Regions from separate parts of the Sparus aurata genome. Here region 1 is linked to region 2. The links are chromatin contacts, called in public Hi-C maps. All regions are on one chromosome and are shown on one strand. Each heading gives the region's core, a stretch centred on a gene start, on an enhancer-like site or on the middle of the called end of the contact. The rest is flanking DNA. Distances are from core to core; before and after follow the strand shown.

What was found. Hi-C and Micro-C count contacts between places; a contact is called where the count stands out from the background.
Region 1: a contact with region 2 is called in a Hi-C map of an unstated tissue, with 12 times the contacts expected there. The contact joins the promoter of LOC115574586 here to the promoter of LOC115573552 in region 2. A contact is called at or near these places in 2 of 2 Hi-C or Micro-C datasets (skeletal muscle and an unstated tissue).

The regions. Positions count from the first base shown.
Region 1 is chr22:10,447,031-10,453,632 of fSpaAur1.1, forward strand. LOC115574586 (transcription factor 7-like) reads left to right here and starts at 4,173. Exons shown (of 4, transcript XM_030406215.1): 1 at 4,173-4,264. The coding sequence starts at 4,173.
Region 2 is chr22:10,256,270-10,262,412 of fSpaAur1.1, forward strand. It overlaps LOC115573552 (NACHT, LRR and PYD domains-containing protein 3-like), which reads right to left and starts at 4,311. Exons shown (of 14, transcript XM_030404365.1): 1 at 4,262-4,311; 2 at 4,029-4,085; 3 at 3,620-3,727; 4 at 3,428-3,526; 5 at 844-957; 6 at 530-643; 7 at 162-219; 8 at 1-81. The coding sequence starts at 3,708. It overlaps fam184ab (family with sequence similarity 184 member Ab), which reads right to left. Exons shown (of 23, transcript XM_030405412.1): 23 at 5,952-6,143.

The sequences.
Region 1 (6,602 bases), core at 2,923-5,422, 190 kb after region 2:
CTATCATAATGAATTGTCTTTCCTCTCAGTGAAGTTTGTGTTCGGCTCCTTCTCTGCACTCATGCATCTTAAATCCAGATGTTCATCACACTGCTGTGTTTGGATGGTTTTTCCCTTTTCCTAAAATTAATTTGACACAACTGTTGTTGGCTGAAACTGGAGTTTGTCTGGTGTCGGACTGCTGTCATTTGGATAACTCTGAGTCGCTGTTTTCATTGTTGACATCCTACAACTGAAGTTGAACTCTGCCTGACCAACATTTTAATTTGTTTGCATGAAGATTGATCTGTTTTCTTGCTTTTTTCCTTTCCCTTTATTTCTGTCAATCTTGCCCTTTCTTACCCTTTATTTCTGTCTCACTTTTGCCATTTTAGTCTTTATTTTGCGTTCTATTCCTTTCTTACTTTGACTTTCCTACTCTTTCTTGGCTTTTTCTCTTCCCTTTCTTATTTTGTTCTCTTTCTTTCTTTCTTTCTTTCTTTTTTGTTCCATTTGGATGTTTTGTTTTCTGTCTTTACTTCTCCCCAGCTGCTGCAAACAGGTTTTACATAGCCACTACTTTGCAAAAGTTTGGAGTCACCTATGTTGACATTGGTATTTTTCTTACTTCAACAGCTTTGTCCCCAAAAGAAAAACAAAAGATTAAGAATTCCATATGTCGACGTCCCCACAGTGTTAGACGACAGGTGAAAATATTGTTGTTGCCACTTTTCAACCTCAAACATGCTTTGATTTTGAATTTGTTTTCCAGTCCAGAGAGGCGTAACTGACCCTGGATCATTATTGAACCCCAACCGCTGATATTCTGTGATCCAGTAGTACAGTTAAACTTTTTCTGCAAACCCTTCATGCAATCTTACATCGATTTGTGAAACAGGAGTTGCTGCAACCTAAACGCATTAGAAAAAGACCAAATCAAAATATTGTGTAGTCTTCAAGTTTTTGTGGGGAGTGATTCCAAACTTTTTTTAACAGTAATAAATGAAAGAAAAAACTACCTCCGAAATTCCGTTTGTCTTTCGGCAAAAATTAGATTGAGTGGATGAGGCGGCATCAGATAAAACTGGAGGAAAACAGACTCCGGTGTTGGATTCAGCAGAGTAATAAGGCTGCGGAGGAATAACAGCACAGCTACTCAAACAACAGAATTCTTTATGATAATACATCACAGAGAATACAATCATGCTCCGATACTGTATCCACTGTTTTTGTCTGTCAGAGGATTAAATTCAGACACGGCCGCAGCTTGCATACTGTTCATATACGGCGTAGTAATACGCCGTGTGGTGAAACATCCATCAAATTGTTTACAAGAAACTCTAAGAACTTTTTCAATAAAAGTATTAAAAACGAGGAAGTAAAAAAAGCCTAAATACGAGAAAAAAACCCTGAAGTCTATCTTGTCTCTCCGTTGTTCAATAAAAGATGAGCTCAAGAGAGAAAAACACTTCTTCCTCCAGGGTTACTGTGGCTCAGCAGATTTACTCTCATTCCCTCTCTGCACACACACACACACACACACACACACACACACACACACACACACACACACACACACACACACACACACACACACACACACAGACTTGAATCAGGGAGTTTTCAGGAACACAGATGCAGAGGTTGCGTCCTCGCCTGTTCTGTATTCTGCGGCTGCTGAATGAAAGTTGTTTACTATTTAAAGCTCCACTCTGTTCCTCTTGTTTAAACGGAGTCTAATCCGAGTCCTCTGTTGTTCTGCAGGTAGACCAAAGGAGGAGGGGAGCTAAAAACAGGGAAGAGGAAGGAATGGGAGTGAAAAGCAGACAAATGATGGGAGAAGAACTGAGGTGAGGGTGAAGTGTTGGAGGGCGGATGAGATAGGAGGATGGTGGCATGATAATGAACCCAACTTCAGTGGTTTGCTTACAAAAAACTCATTTTTAAAGGAGAAATTTGTGATATATGGCTCAAAAATCTAGTTTAAAACATAAAAAAATATGGCATTATCAACAGAGTGTGAGGGAGCAACAGTGTTGTAATTAGAGACGTAGACTTGTGTTGTGGAGATATCTTCTGAAGTTAGCATGCTAATCAGCTAGCCCTGGTTCATCCTGTCACATAATACCACTTTGTACTGCAAAAGGCCATGGTCCGAATACCACCTGAATTCAAGTTTCTCTCTTTTACAGAGATGTAAATAAAGATAAAGAAAATAAAGAAAATAAAGATGTCGTCACGTCCTGTCACGTCCCCGCCTGCTGCATCTACGACAAGACACAGCTGCCCGGGTCATAGTCCTGGTCAGAGCCGCTGTTAATCGCCTCCATACTCTATCTCCTGTTGTCAAAATAACCCAAGGATAGCTAGCAAAAAGCAGCAAGTTTCAGCTGCTCTGGTGAAACGCTGACCCCTCTGCTTTGGAACTACCTAAGAATTCTGGTCATATTGTACAAAGTACGCCTTTAAAACGACACACTGGTTTGTTACGTGAGTTATGTGCCGGGCTATTTCTTGGCCAGTGCGGCGGCCTCCTGAAGTTTTGTTGTCATCATGAGGCTACCAGGCAACCAGAAGAGACTCCCAAGTGCCTAAATAAGTGGCCAGTAAGTGAAGGTCTCAATACAAGAGTCTTCGTTATCTCTGTGAGTGACTGGTGACCCGTGCAGAATGGGCCTTCCTCCCTATCAGCTACTCTGGTGCTGAATCATACCTACTATTAGATCCTCTCTGCTTTGTTTATGCACATACTGTATTAACAGTCCTGTGGGTCACCTGGCAGCTTGACAGATGACAGATCATACATCATTTCTTTGGATCATTAGAGAGAAAATAAGACAGCGAGCGAGTCCCCGAGGGCTACTTTAGTGTTGAGCTGACTCACAACTTTGTCATATTAACAGTTATTGACACTGATGTCTGGATTAATGACATGTTTCCTGCAAACATTATGCCATTAATTAAACAAATAGGAAACACTGAATCAACCTGTCATTTTAAGGAGAAAACAAGATTTATCCAACAGCCTGTGAGCAAATAATAAACAGGCCAAGAGCTGCTGTTATTCTTGTGTCTTTAACAGACACAGTTTAACTTAAAAAAAATCAATTTTCTTTAAATGTAGTTAATATGCATCCCCGAAAATAAAGTCTTATTAGTAGTTTTTGTAAAACGAGGAGCACTATGTTGTGTTCATGCCACAGGCGTATTATCCAGAATCCAGTCGTTGTGATAAAATGTGCGAAGGTAAATGTGGTGCAGAGATCTCGTACACAGCTCCAGTCAGTGTGTCTCTCTCCATGGTGCTGAATCATTCAGATTCTGAACAGTGTGTCTCTTTATTGTGCTGATGCAGTCCAAACCGGCCTGTCTTTGTCTCTGACAACCTCTGTGTCTACATCTGCCGGCCCCCCCGAAACCGACCAGAACACCAAAGCAGCCACCTGGAAACCCAGTAACGACAACAAACACCGAGCCGAGACCCAGATCACCACAGCGCCGTCTTCACAGCCCACACAAGCTTTGCTCGGGCAGCAATAAAACAATTCCAAGTCACGTGTTTTTCTTTCCCCATGTCTTCCTTAAAATGATGTGAAACCTCGGTGATTGTAAATCAAATTTTGTGACTCCTTCTCAGACTCACCACTGCTTTCTCTGACTGAGGGCAATCCACCTTTGTGCTGTAACTAATGGGACGCTGAGGCGCACGGAGGTTTCTGGGTGTTTAGACATCAGGTTTTAAGTGGTAATGTTGCCAGAGGCTGAGCGCTGTACATGCAAGATTAGTTAAAGACCAAAAATATGAAAGGACCTTTTAGGGTCGGTTGGATGCTGGTGGAGGATGTTTGTGAGCTCAAATGGAAGTGAAATCATAAAAAACTAATGTAAGATTATAAAATATAAAATATAAATAATGGGCATTAAGATTTTAGGTGAAAGTAAATGTAATGGCGGTCAGCCCGGTGTGTTCATCTTCACACAGCCCTCTGCTGCCCCCTGCTGGTCATTAGGAGTACATGGCGTTGAACTCAACTGTGAAAATGTGGAAGCCTTGATGTCTTTCAGATTAAGATGTGTGAACATGTTTGGTTTCTCTTATTAATGTCATTTATCTGGACAATCCAATGTTCCAGTCTGGGGTTGTTTTGGCCTCCAATCTTTGGAGACTCTTTGGTACATACTGCGGCAGGATCATGAGCCCAACCACACCTCAGAGCTTTGACACAGCTACATGGGGACCAAAGAAGACCGTGGAGTCCAATGCTGCCGTGAAATTTCCTCAACAGTAACCTGACTTCAACCCCTTTCAACATTTATCGGGGGACATGAAGTCTGAGACAGCAAAGCGGCCTGTGACATCACAGGAAGCTTTGTGGAAACTCTCAGAGCATGCTGGGACAACGTGAGTCAGCAGCTTTTACTCCAACTTGTGGAGTCCATGCCAGCTCGAGTGCATGCTTTTATTAAAGCAAAATGGGGACATACAAAATACCAAGATATTCTGAAATGAATGCACATTTTTAAAGAATCCTCTTTACACCCAAACTATTCTTTTTTTTTAACAATTAACACTTGATGAATGATGAAGGCACACATTTCATGGCAGTACAATAAACAATGCTTCGGTGTTTTATTGTTACTTGAGATTTCATTGAAGTTTTTTTTTTCTCCTTTTTTACAAAATGAACCAAAACACTGACAAAGAGGAAGATTTCATGTAGATAATCTGAATAAATATGAGCTTGTTTGCTAAATATTTAGTCAGTGTTTATCCATTGTAGAAACCATAACTTGTAACAAACAATATTGGAATATATTAAACAGTATTTCATAATCATAATACCAAGATTATGGAGCATTTTCTCTTTTCAGATCAAAATTATATCAACAATATTATATCATTAATCCCATCCCAGAGCTATATGCATTAAAAATGAGTTCATGATGATGAGTCATGAAAGACATATTTGGCCCTGGTGCTTGTTGCTCTGATGGACTTTAAACCAGCTCAGAAAGAACCAGAAGATCCAGACCCGTGTCAGACCTTCAGCATTTAAATCTGGACGAACTCAGTCGTCTGGGTACGAAGATAAAGGACCCTGCTGGTGACTGTCGTTATCCTGAAGAAGTCTGTTTGCTAAGAGAGCTGGTGTGAAATGTGTTTGCCTCATGCAGTCACTCCTATAAACACAGTCACTGCTTATAGTTTCCTTCCTGTAAAATGAATGACACTGGATACCCCCCCCCCCCCCCCCAAAAAAAAAAAAAAGAATTCTCCTATCAGGGAAACATTCGATTGGTCCCAGTCATCTGAAAGCAATGAAGGATGAACCCAGACCGACAGCTTCTTTTAATCTTTGTGGGACGAAGCCGAGGTGATAAAGAGGAACAATTGAGCCAAATGATCTTTTCCTATTTCTGCTAGCCGCTCATGTCCCACGGCGGCGGTTCAGCCAGATAAGAAAAATGTTCTCAGTCTCTCAGTGGCCAGATAAGATGCCCGGCAAAAAAGGGACAAGTTTGTAGTGAGTCTGCAGACGGAGTGGCCTCTGTGTTTGTGATGAGTATCTTTTCACAACATTTCACAGGCTCCTTCGTGCTCTTCATCACTCCAAATATAGTAGAAGGATGAATATGTTTCTATATAAAGTGGTCCAAACTGAGGACAACCATTTCATGACTAACGGTTCATTCTAATGTTAATTTAGTTCTTGTTCAACCAGGAGACACCAGAGTGCATTTGCCTTGAGGGGGTGTACTTGGTCTTGGAAGAAAGGAAGGAATGAAGGATGGGAGAAAGAAAGAAAGAAAGAAAGAAAGAAAGAAAGAAAGAAAGAAAGAAAGAAAGAAAGAAAGAAAGAACATGTTGACATTGTGGTACCTGCCTCCTCTTCTGCTGTAAACAAAGCCACCCAGTGCGTCATGCCTTCTCTCCAATAGAGAGTCTGGAAATAAAGAATACCGACAAGTATGAATAGATTTACCTGAAGAACAGAAAATCAAACTCTCAGTGCATGTATTTAGATTTAAATGCATCATGTAAGCACAAGCAGGAAAAGGTCTAAAAACTGGATTTTGATATAGGTGTTGTCTTGGCGTCTGATTATAAAGCACCCAGTTGAAAGCCCGGTCATGTCAGTTGATTTGAGCTTTTGAGGACACCTGTATCATCCCAGGGCAAATAAAAGCAGCGCAGGGTTCACGAGGATCAGAGGAACCAAATCACCACAAGAGAAGATTTAAAAAATGAAAACATCAACATTACGGAGTACATGGCGTTGAACTAAAAAAACAAAGAACAAAAAAACACTCAGAGCCATAGAAATTAGAGCAGTCCTACCTTTACAATCAGTTATTTTTAGAGTACTAATATAGATATGTTATGAAGTTATGCAAGAAGCCATCTTTTACTCTCTTTTAGTTGTCAGTTGTCATTCAAGTCTCTGGATTCAGCATGTAACCAAATGTGTACCTGTGATATATAACCTATGAAGGAACTGATTTGACAGATGGTCAGAATATTGCAGATGACAAGGTATGCAGTCAATTATTCAAATATTTTATAAGACATGTTATAATGTAATACACGCAAACATTTACACTTGTAATGCAAGTATATGAAA
Region 2 (6,143 bases), core at 3,061-5,560:
GTCTGGGTAATCTGGACTCAGAGCCTTCTGGAACTTCTTTAGCTCATTCTTCACATAGGTGGCGATGTTCTCCTCAAGTTGCTTGAAAAGAATAAAAATGTAAAAGAAGGTTTTTAATTTCATTTGCAGCTGAAGTAAACTTTTTTCTGACTTTTACTCACCTTGAATATGGAGTCCAGGTCTGTTGGATGCTGCTGACCACCGGGAATCTGCTGCACTCTGCAGAGAAAACATGAAGTAGTATGATTACAAAAGTCGACAGGGACATATTTGTGCATAGGCTACCTACTTCTGGGGACATCTGATCGATTCGGTGATTCAGTTTTCTGGTGTTAATGATGATAAATTCAGGTTGATATAAGAAGCTCAGCATCTCATTTTCAAGTGGTAGCCATCAAAAAATGGCTACCACTTGAGGGGGCAGATGATTCGAACATCAGCAGTGCTGTGACTGGAAGGCAATGAAAGGGAGTAGATTAATGCCGCATTTAGTAGCTGAATGTTATCAATAACACCTTCAAATTCTTACTTTTCTTTATCAGAGTGGTCTTCATCCTTGAAGGTAACCGGCTCAATCATGGACTGGCCACTCTTCATAGACACACTGCTGGGTACAGGAGAGTCTGCTCTCAGCTGGTGAATCCTGGGAGAAAAAACAACACACCTCTTAAACTTTCAACCACAAATTTATGATCAAATGTATCACAATCATGAAAAACTTGATTCAAACTGAACCAGCACAGAAAACCATGACGATGAGTTTAGGGTTCATGAGGATGATCGATCAGTGGAGTATGAAAGCTGACGGAGATCTACAGCGTAACAAACAATTCTGGTTCTTACTTGTCTTTGTCAGAATGGTATTCATCCTTGAAGGTAACAGGCTCAATCATAGATGAGTCACTCTTCATGGACACACCGCTGGGTGCAGGAGAGTCAGGTCTCTGCTGGTGAACCCTGATGACAAACACACAGACAAACCAACGCATCTCTTAAAGCAACATTATGTAGAAATGAGCGTTTTTTTGTGTGTGATTTGGCACTCCTCACAGTTTGTGCACACAGCTGTCGTATATACAAATCCCAGATCTGCAACAAGGTGGAGTGGTTGACACATAGACACCATCCACCCTGTTACAAGACACCGTACCATCAAAATGACTTTGAAGCCGTTATTTTAAGGTAAAAAGCGTGCATGGTAAATGTTCTAGATAATGATTTTTGCTTGAAATAATAATTTTCTCATCCAAACCTCAAAGAACCCTCTGTCTGCAGCAGTTACAGCAATTTGAGATAATCTGAAGAAATCTCACTTCATGCTTCCTGAAGCACCTCCCACACGCGTCCTACAGCCAAGCCGCTCTCCCGACAGCCCAATAGGTTTGAGATCTGGCGACCAGTCCATTACAGAAAGAATACCAGCTGACTGCTTCTCTAAGTAGTTCTTGCATGGTTTGGATCTGTGCTTTGGTTCTTTGTCTTGCTGTAGGATGAAGTTGGCTCAAGCAACGTCCACAGGTTAGGACATGGTGCTGCAAATGGAGTGACAGCCTTCCTTATTCAAGGTCCCTTTGACCCTGTACAGATACTTCTTTCCTACTTCGCTCTTGCTCCGACGTCACCCATCTAAAAACTGCATTTTGATCTCAACTACACGCCTGTACAGTTTTGTGACTGCATCTTGACGTTGTGATGTTATCGTGGTGACAATATATGTCCACAGACAGAATCAAAGTCACTTCTCTGGTAGTTCCCGCCAAAAACAGTGTCTCCAGGACCACACTTTACCATGATGACACACACACACAACCAGGGGTGGATTGTCCATCGGGAGTACCGGGACTTTTCCCGGTGGGCCGGTCACTAATGGGCCGATGGACGGCCGTTTTTCATTTTATTTCTGTTTATTTATTGGAAAAATTGAGGGAAAGGAAAAGAAAAGCTGTAGCAGCACAGGCTGCTAAATGTAAAACAATTCCGCAGATATTTGCTGCAGGGTCCGGCCTGGCCGGGGCGTGCAGCACCGATGCTGCAGCTTCAGCAGCGGGTCCTTCACGTGAGTCTGACAGTGAGTCTGAAGAGAGTGAGGCTCCCATTACCACTGAGCTTATGGTGCAGGAGGAGGCTGAAAACACAAGTGTTGAGGAAGACTCTCCACCATGTTGATTCAGTGAGTATTACAATGAACAATGTCAAAGACTGTTCTTCTTTGGGTGGTGTTCCCATTAATTCGAACTGCACCCTTGTGGCCAGAGTGAGCCACATACAGACAAATTTTTTTTTTTTTTTTAAAGATTTTTTTCTGGCATAGACACCTTTATTAATCAGTAGACAGATAGGAAATATGGGAGAGAGAGGGGGATGTGACATGCAGCAAAGGACCTCCGGCCGGAATCGAACCAGGGTCGGCTGCGTATGTGGCATGCGCTCTAACCACTCGACAACCTGCGCGCCCACATACAGACACATTTAATACTAAAATCTAAGATAATGCGATGTCATAATTTGACCCAATCATTAGTCCTCTCTTTCTCTCTCTCCGTCTCTCTCACACAGGTTGGCCATTTGTTTGAGGAGATGTTCCCCTCCTGTTTATGAAAACTATGTTTAAAGCAGGCAGTTCATCAATGGCCTGTCACTCTGTGAGTATTGTTGTGAGTTAGTGTATTAAGTACTGGGTTGTTCATTTATTTAGGATTCAAGAACATGAATGGAATGGATATTGCAAAATAATCACTTAAATAATGTTGTCTGTCTTTCACAGGGCTGAGGAGGGCTTTATATTTGTTCCAGTGTGTGCTTTGAGAGGAACCTACAGTTGTGCTGCCAGTGTCCTGGTGTTCTTTAGCCAGCATCCTCCTTGTAAGAGCAATACACTTACTTTCCTCTTTTCTTGGCTGTCTATTATACATTTATTTTAGTGAAGACGTGAGAACTTGAATGGATAGTGTTCAGTAATCACTTAAATAATGTATACATCTTTTGTTGTCTGTCTTTCACAGGGCTCTCTATTTGTGTGTTTTTGAGTGACCTACAGTACCTGGCTGCCAGCCTGCCAGTGCCATGATTCACTGCTTGTACCTGTGTGAGTGAGTGACAAATAAACACTCTTGAATCTTAAATCCTTTCTCCAGTATCCCTCCTAAGAGCAAGTGAGCAACACACTGTGTAGTTATCATTTATTTTATTCAAGGCTTCAGAATATAAAGGGATATTGTTTAGTATGGTGGTATTATTAAGAGCTTGTGTGTTTGTATGTACATCAACTGGGCGAGTTGGCACAATATCTGCGCGCAGATTGTAGTGGGCCGGTCTGGACCAAAAAGTCCAGGGCCAAATTTTTGTCCCAGTCCACCCCTGCTCACAACATGAAAACGTTATCAGCTGACGCTGCAGAGGAACAAACTCTTCTGCTCTATATTCTTACTTTTCTTCATCCTTGAAGGTTACAGGCTCAATCATGGATGAGTCACTCTTCATGGACACACCGCTGGGTGCGGGAGAGTCCGACCTCTGCTGGTGAACCCTGATGAGAACACACACAGAGCTTTGACTGTGAATAATGATGGTGGCGTGATTCTATCTGAGAGTCTTGGACAGTTAGAGATCCTCATCTCACCTCTGAGCTCCGGTCCGGCCGTCGTGTTCCTCACACAGAGTGGCTGTAGAGAGACGGACCTCCTCCTCTGTCTCCTCACGAGGATTCATCCTCACAAAGAGTCCACACCTTCACACAGACACAGCAACATGCTGTCACATGTCAGGTATTTATAGTCCTCCTCTCTGTCACATGACAAAGGTACAGAGCTCACACAGAAACACACAAATCAGACAGTTTACATGACAGAAATGTTGTCAGCCGTTTTATTTATTAAAGTTGGACTAAGTGCCACTTAGACTACATGTAGAAGTATAAGGAAGTACTTTTACTGTGATGTGAAGAGAAATCCTGATAAAGAACAAGGATCAGTCTCTTTTTTTTTACTTAGATGTTAAATAAAAAGCATTTTTTTCCAGAAGCAGCTCACCTGTACTTTGACTTTAACTGTAGTCAGCCCTGTTTGTGACCTCTTTTCAAGTATTTTCTGAAAAACAAACAGAGCTATGAAAACACCTCGACCCCTTGAGCACCTCTCACTTTCAACCAGCTTGCACACCGACGGTTAGCTGTGTCAAACAGATGCGAGACAAAAACATTCAGATAACATGAGTCATAGCCGGAGACAAGAGAAGAAATCTGACATGAAAAACACAAACATACCTCTTGGTGTGGAGGCAGCAACTAGTTCTGCGTCACCAGAGAGTGAAAGTGAAAGTTAGAGACAGAAAGTAAACTTCACGTCTTCTTTTTTTTTTTTTTTTTTTAAAGTTAACACTCAGGGCTTTTTACAACACGGTGTCTGACAAAACAAAACTGCACAATTACTTATCCTGGGTGTACTAATACTAATCCTCTCAGTGCAAGTTAAAACATTATGTTAGGAGTTATGACAGGTCTGATCTAATAACAGGCCTATGAGCTGCTTTTCATTATTGCATGTTATTTTTTACAGTGTTTTATTGCATTGGAATATTTCTTCCACCACTGCAAAAAGTGTTGTAAGATGTGTCCATAAAGTTCAACAAACCTGGGACAGACAACTATACTTTATAGTTTCTTTGCTGTTCAGACAGCTGCATCCAACACATCTGTCATTGTCTCTGTACCTCCTCTTCTTCTTCTGTCTTCATCATCATCATCATCATCTTCTGTGCGTCATCTCACAGTCACTCCCTGTCTTTCATCTCAGAAGTTGACTAGGTGTTATGTTTATTCTGACAGCGCACTTTCTATCTTTATCTTTATATACTTTCTTATATTTTATACAGAAAACCTGTTTGTTCCTTCAACGTCTCACCTTGCATGTTGTGTAGTTTTCCACGGTGCTGTCTTGACCAAACAGTTCAATCTATGTTTAAAACAATATACTTAAAAAACCCAACACTGCAGACTAAATCTAAAAAAAATCAAAATTGTTTCTGTGGGTCAGCTATACTTCCTGTTATAAAGACTTTTATGTCAAACTAGTGATGAAGACAGTGACAGCCACTGCTGCTGTCATGTAGTGTCTCTGCAATCTGCCCGGAGAGAGATTTACTTTCTCATGAATGTCAAATGAATTCATCAAGCACAATCCAAGTTGGAACAGACTGCAGGTTCAGATTTCAGAGCAACCAGGTGTGTGTGTGTGCACGATCACATTCGAATGCAGCGGTCAAGAGATACTGTGCCACCCCGGCATAACCCTGCTGCTTTATTACAATCATTTCTAAATATCATTTTTCTGTGTTTATTTTCCCGGTCTAATGTTTAGCATTTCTGTATTCTATTTGGATCTTTATTTGTTTATTTAGTTATTATCTTATTTTCACTATTATAATGGAACGGATTTTATTTATATTTTTATTTTATTTATATTTATGTATAACTTTAAGTAACCTTATCTATATTTTGTGATGTGACTGATTTGAATAATATAAAATAAAAATGGCAAATCATGAAAAAATGAAGTAAAGGTAAATCTTACTTTACTATATTCTACTATATATTACTAAAGCCGAATTTACTTAAAATTTGCCGTTCATTAATGATGGTTACTTTAAAGTGTAATCTATCAAAATGGAGCTTATATTACTATTAATGTAGTTGGTGTTATGTGTATAAATCAGCTTTTTAAATTTTTCTAAAATACAAAAACTATCGTGATCAAGCCTGTTGACACAACAGCGATAAAATCATTCAAACCTAACACAACTTCAACATTTGAAACCTTTTCTGCCTTAAAAATGTGCTGTAGCTCAATATTAAAGTCACTGATGACCTTCCATGATCTTCCATCTCTTTAAAAATTCTGCAACATTAAACAGTGTGAACCACTTACTCATTCAAATAAATGACAAACAAACACAAGTAAATGTCACAATAATTATTTATTAAGCATACACATTATAATATAAATATAAAATATGCTATTTTTGTTTTTAAAATTGGTGAGACATCATTATATCTGTGTTGAGACAGACAACCATACAAACAGGTTTTAATATTCTACCAAAATCTGCTGAAACTTCTATGCAGCTGTAACAAACTCGCCATGATGGTG